Regions from separate parts of the Gasterosteus aculeatus genome. Here region 2 is linked to region 1. The links are chromatin contacts, called in public Hi-C maps. All regions are on one chromosome and are shown on one strand. The core of a region is the stretch at or near the end of the contact, and the rest is flanking DNA. Distances in the headings are between cores, read along the strand shown. Region 1 overlaps snap23.1 (synaptosome associated protein 23.1). Region 2 holds the start of sptb (spectrin, beta, erythrocytic).

What was found. Hi-C and Micro-C count contacts between places; a contact is called where the count stands out from the background.
Region 2: a Hi-C map of skeletal muscle shows a contact between it and region 1, with 3 times the contacts expected there. The contact joins the promoter of sptb here to the enhancer-like site in region 1. A contact is called at or near these places in 2 of 6 Hi-C or Micro-C datasets (both in skeletal muscle).

What each region holds. Positions count from the first base shown.
Region 1 is chr15:11,691,196-11,693,895 of fGasAcu3.hap1.1, forward strand. The region is part of intron 2 of snap23.1 (synaptosome associated protein 23.1); the gene reads left to right. Among protein-coding and RNA genes, the nearest start is that of snap23.1, 5.4 kb to the left of the region's middle. Within about 2 kb of position 1,431, at least 3 of the 9 cell types and tissues checked have open chromatin away from gene starts, as enhancers often do.
Region 2 is chr15:11,733,067-11,735,766 of fGasAcu3.hap1.1, forward strand. It overlaps sptb (spectrin, beta, erythrocytic), which reads right to left and starts at 1,441. Exons shown (of 37, transcript XM_040200513.2): 1 at 992-1,441. stard9 (StAR-related lipid transfer (START) domain containing 9) reads right to left here. Exons shown (of 32, transcript XM_078089661.1): 32 at 2,287-2,700.

The DNA of each region.
Region 1 (2,700 bases), core at 181-2,680:
TCTTATCGAAATGAACACAAACAAATGCTGCTGTAGCTCAGTATGCAAAATCTTAAAGGAATAATTGGACATTTTTCTCATTTGCTACCTTGTGAAGAAATAGATTGAATGTCCTCCGGCCGAATAAGCAGCTATAGTGAGCAGTCTGTTATCGTGGCTGTATGGGGGGAAACTGGCGTGAGCGGCTAGCTGCGTTCTGTCTCCGGTCCATCTGATCCTCCCATCAGCGTCTCCTAAAGCTCACTAATTAACACGTACGGACACCGTGATCCATTCTACGTTCAGTTTCTCAGTGTGCTATTCTTATGGGGAAATAGTCATTTTAGCCACAACCACATTGAAGGCTGCACATGTTGGGTCACCCATTAACACGTCGAAAAAATAACACGCATGCAATTGTGGGGTTTGTTTAAATATATGCAGGATCACTGAAGGAGCAGTGGGTGGCTAATGAGATTTGTTGGGTGTGCAGGTGATTATTATGCTAAGCATTAATAGGATGCGTCTGAGGCTTTAACTTAATTTAGCCTGACACACCCCCCCCCCCTCCCCTCAGCTATACCAAAGCATTTTATTATTAAGGAGATAATTGTTTCATCAGCATCCAGGGCACGATACGTCCATCTGATTCAAATGGACTTATTCCTGCTAAGCTGGTAGCTTTGCACCTCCCCTTCCTGTCATCTTGACTGTACCAGTTGTCTGTGTTTTTCTTTTTTTTTTTAACGTGTTTATCCATTTGAGCTTTCTGACTTAACCTGCATTTTCTCTTCTTTCTTCCTTTTTTACTGCTGCCTGGTCGGCTGAAGCTCATAGAAGGGACGGGCGTGCATGGGCGGGTCCTTCTGCTAATGTTTCCCAACACTTTGGCTTCTGGGTAACCACTCGCAGCACGCTTTTCTATGTATCTGGGTAACATCTGAATTTGTTACGATAAGATTGTTTTCAGGAAGTCGTATCACAAGCGCTGTCATTCATTTGGAGGCTGGTGTCCATGTCCGGTAGTTCAGGTGGCTTCTCCTTTATCTCCACTAACTGTACCTCCATTTAAGCCATCCCAAACAAATGATAAAAATACCACTAGTCTGTATCCCAAAGACCTGTCACGGCACCACAATCTGGAAGATTTGGCTGCGTCAGCGATTTCGGGCTTAATTAGGCAAGTTTCAGTGGGCACAGAGTGTTCATCCGCCCAAGCGATGTTCTGACCAAGACAACAAAAACATGGCTGAGCTCAACGCGTCCCGCTCGCCAATTCCATGTTTGTCTGGTTCTCAACTCGCTGATTTAATGTGTTCAGAGCAAACACAGCAGAGGGAGCGGATGAGGAATCGGGTCCCCGCTCTCTCTTGTTAGCAGCTAATCGGGGACGGTAACAATGGAGTCGTGCCCTGAGTCACTTCCGCGCTTTGCTCCTCTTCTCTGCGCCAGCTATTAATAGAGACACAAAGGCCCAACTCACCTGAACGGGCTGCATTCCTGTGTGTGAGTGTGTGTGTGTGTGTGTGTGTGTGTGTTTTAACTTTTTGTGTCAGTTTAGTCCAAGAAAACCGTAGCTGTGTCCTAAATCCATACTGCGTAATCACAGAGGGTTTTAATATGCACGTTCAAGAACAGGTAATACTCCCCATTGCAAGGCATTAATAAAGAATATTTTCTTCTGGTTTGGTTCCCATAAAAATAACTAGTGATTTAATTATTTGTCCAAATAGTTCGATTCATTTGCCGTCAGTCAGTCAATGGATGAGTTTTCTAAACGCGGCTCACAACTCTTATTTAACGATTCATTGGTTGGTCCACAATGTCAGAAAATACAAAAAAATGCAGTACAAAAACATCTAAAAGGGCAGGTTTTATATTCGTGATGCCTGGTTTTGTTCAGTCAATATCTTAGAAACTAGCGGATATTAAAAGTCATTAACAATCTGGATCTTGTGTAGAGTCTTGAACAAATCATTTAAGCTTTAGAGCTGAAACAATGAGCCGATCGTGAAATACATTTACTTCAACAATTAAACAATGTATGTTGATGATAAAGCATTCCCTTGTCCTCCACTTTGGGTTTGCCGTCATATATATTCTTGGGTTTATTCGATTGGAAACTACTCTGGTCACTGAAATCAAATTACTCAATGTTTAATTAGTGGTCTCATCAAATTCATTTAGTTGTATCCACGATGGGTGGTGGGGGGTGGAGGGGGCACTGCAAGGAAGTGATGTACAAATGTTCCACTGCCATCCTGACATTTCATTGCAGATTAAACCCGGGTGCCATTTAATTACATTAATTAAGCCTTAGATATGCTGGTGCTCAGGTATTGCCGACGCACTAAATGGGATGAGGGCCATTGCTGATGCTACGTGCCATAATGGCTGACGTGAAAAGGGCCAACTGATGTAATTTTGATTACTTGTTGGATCCAGCACTTTGCTCGCTTTGAATCAGACGGTTTCTTCATTATTCTTTTCTGCCTTTTTATGTGAGCTGCATAAGCCATAATCACTGCAAACCGTGGAGACCACATTGAAATGTACTATTCTGTTATTCTTTCCAAAAGCCGTTTTTGAGAGGACCGAATCCTCCCTAGTTCAGTGTGTTGTACAAAGTGAGCACTGATGCTCTCTGGGTTTTGATGTCCACAAACGTCAAACCAGCAGTGACTTAAAAATGGATGAATCTATGTGTTGTTTTGGTTATTG
Region 2 (2,700 bases), core at 191-2,690, 42 kb after region 1:
ACACGCTTGTCCTTTTAAGGGGAACCAGGGGGGAGCGTCTCTTCTGCTCTCCGTTATTCCAGAGGCCAGCAGACCCGTCTCATCGAGCACGGAATAAGCACATTATTATTATTATTATTACATTAGGTGCTTGACGAGAGAAAAGCAGAGGAAATCCTGATGCCGGGCCGAGGCTCCAATAAGTGGTGAAATATAAGTGGATCCTTTGAAGTAGTATTCACATTTTGTATTGGAAAGGGAAATATGCCTTTTGTGGTTTTAACTCCACTACATCCATTGGACAGATTTTGTTACTTCACAGATTGTAATTCTACAAAAATAAATGACCGGCATTTAAAGTATGAAAAACTGTTACTGATTAAAATATCAAATAAAACATCCACCAGATCAGTAATAATAGCAAAGGTAACAGCAAATAGTGTTAATAATAATCATCCAACAAAGTAATAGTAGTGTAACCTTTTTCTGAATATAGAACTTTAAAGTAGGTACTAATTGTGTACTTTTACTTTGAAGGACGTATGTGTATACTATAGTAGTACATTCTATAGTGCAGCACTCACACTTGTACTGGAATAAAGTAAATAAATACTTTCTCCACTGAGGGTCAGAGGAAAACCTTTGGCGAGCGCACTTTTGCACGCCGGGACATGCGCCGTGACGTCACAGTGCGCATTTTCCAACGAGCGACTTCACGCAAAAAGATGACAATCTGATAACCCCCGAAACGAAGTTCTACTCGAGTTAAAAAGGAGCCGTTTTAATAGCAGAGCGCGTCATTTAAAACATAATTAAGTGTGAACGCGTTTGGGAAACGGGGCGGCCCGGACCAACAGGTGCACCGGAGGAGACTTTTTAAGTGCACCGCAAACAGCAGAACAGCGGCCAACGGAACGAGCCCCCGTCCGGTGACCGCCGACGGGAACCATTTGGCCAAAGATTAATCATTTCAATTAACAAACAACTAACTCGGCTTTCACTTTACACTTACTTGCTTCTGGTTGATGTCCCGTCCGAAAGTGTTTACCTTGAGCCTTCTCCCTGCCAACTAACCAATTAGAATCCCATGGAAGCAGCCGGGAGGGGGTCGAGGTTCGATCTCCACAGCGCGAGGCGGACACGGTGCTGCGCGGGCGCGAGGGGGCGGTGGGGGGACGGGGGTGGGGGACGGCTGTACGGACCAGGGGAGAGGGGCTACGGTCATTCCCGGCAGCCACAGACTGACCCACCCTGCCGGGTTAAAAATAAAGCGGGCGCATACATGATCCGCGCGCGCGAGGGGACGGACATTCCTGACAAGAGCGGCTGACTCTTGAGTGCCAGAGACACTTGTGGCGCGTTGTGTGCCCCCCTAATCACACACAGAACACCCACCGGGACCCTGCTGGTGGTAACAAATGCAACTCAATACCTGCGTGTGTGTGTGTGTGTGTGTGTGTGTGCGTGCGCGTGCGTAAACGTTATCAGGCGCGCCACTCGCAGAGAAAGTGAGGCCCGCGCGCGGAGGGAGACCCTCACGTTCTATCAGCGTCACCAGAGTCCACACACACGTCAGAACATCTGAAAGGAGAAATATAAAATGAATTAAGTACATTTAGTAAAGCTATTTTTAACCCGTTATTTTATGCTGCATCACACCGCTGTTCTTCTGCAACTTATGAGGAAATAGTGTATTTTTTGTGACTGATTTGACTTACTTTCCAGAATACGGTGTTTCTTTAAAAGAAACACAGGCCAACACATTCTGAAATACATATTGTTTGGATCCTTGTATTGGTGTCGGAGTTGTAAACAGTTCCCCCATAAAATATACACACACGTATGAATAAAATAATTTGGTCCATTATTAGATTTTTACATGAAACTATGTTATGGTGGATTATAGGGACAAAAAAAGCTACATTATAAAAAAAGGGGCACATAGTTAGAATGAGTGGTTGGATATTTTTTAAGTTTAGATCCCAAAATAACAAATAATGTTGGTCAAAAGAAGACAATGACGTTTTGAAGACGTTTTGAAGAATAAACGGAAAAATGGAAAAAGAAGATTGAAATCTGAGTATTCACTGTCACTTTTTGGTACTTGGCAGTTTTCGATACAGTGAATCTTTAATGCTGATGTCAATCTGTCTGGAGAACAGAAGCTCAATACTCTCTGAAGTCTACTTAGTCTAATTGCAAATGATTTAAGGAAGATTTAAGATTCCCAGGCACTGCAGATGCTTAAAGACCGTGCTGGCAGCAGGCCACACAAACAGGGGATTAAAAAATGCATAAAACAACAAATCACTTTAAAAATGTTTTGTATTTGTATAAAACGGCCAAACACACGGGCAACATAACATCTTATAAGATTCAGGAAGCAAGTTGTTTATAATAAGATACACTTACAACACATCATCAAAACATAAATAACAAAGCTTTTTACAAAATGAAATGAACACGTACAAATATATAGACATTTAAAAAAGAACTCTGTATAAAACAATTGTTTTATGTTCCTTCACTCACTGTCTTCAGTATTTGTGTCTTTTACCTCTTTGGATCTTTAATCACAATCTGATTGCTGCCAAAACAGTTGTGGACCTTCAACTACTGTAAATAATATGGCTTCATCTCAGGACGCGGCCGAGCTCAGTCCTGCCTTTGATCACCGCTGCATAGCTTCAACACTGAACGTCACAAACAAATCACTTTTTA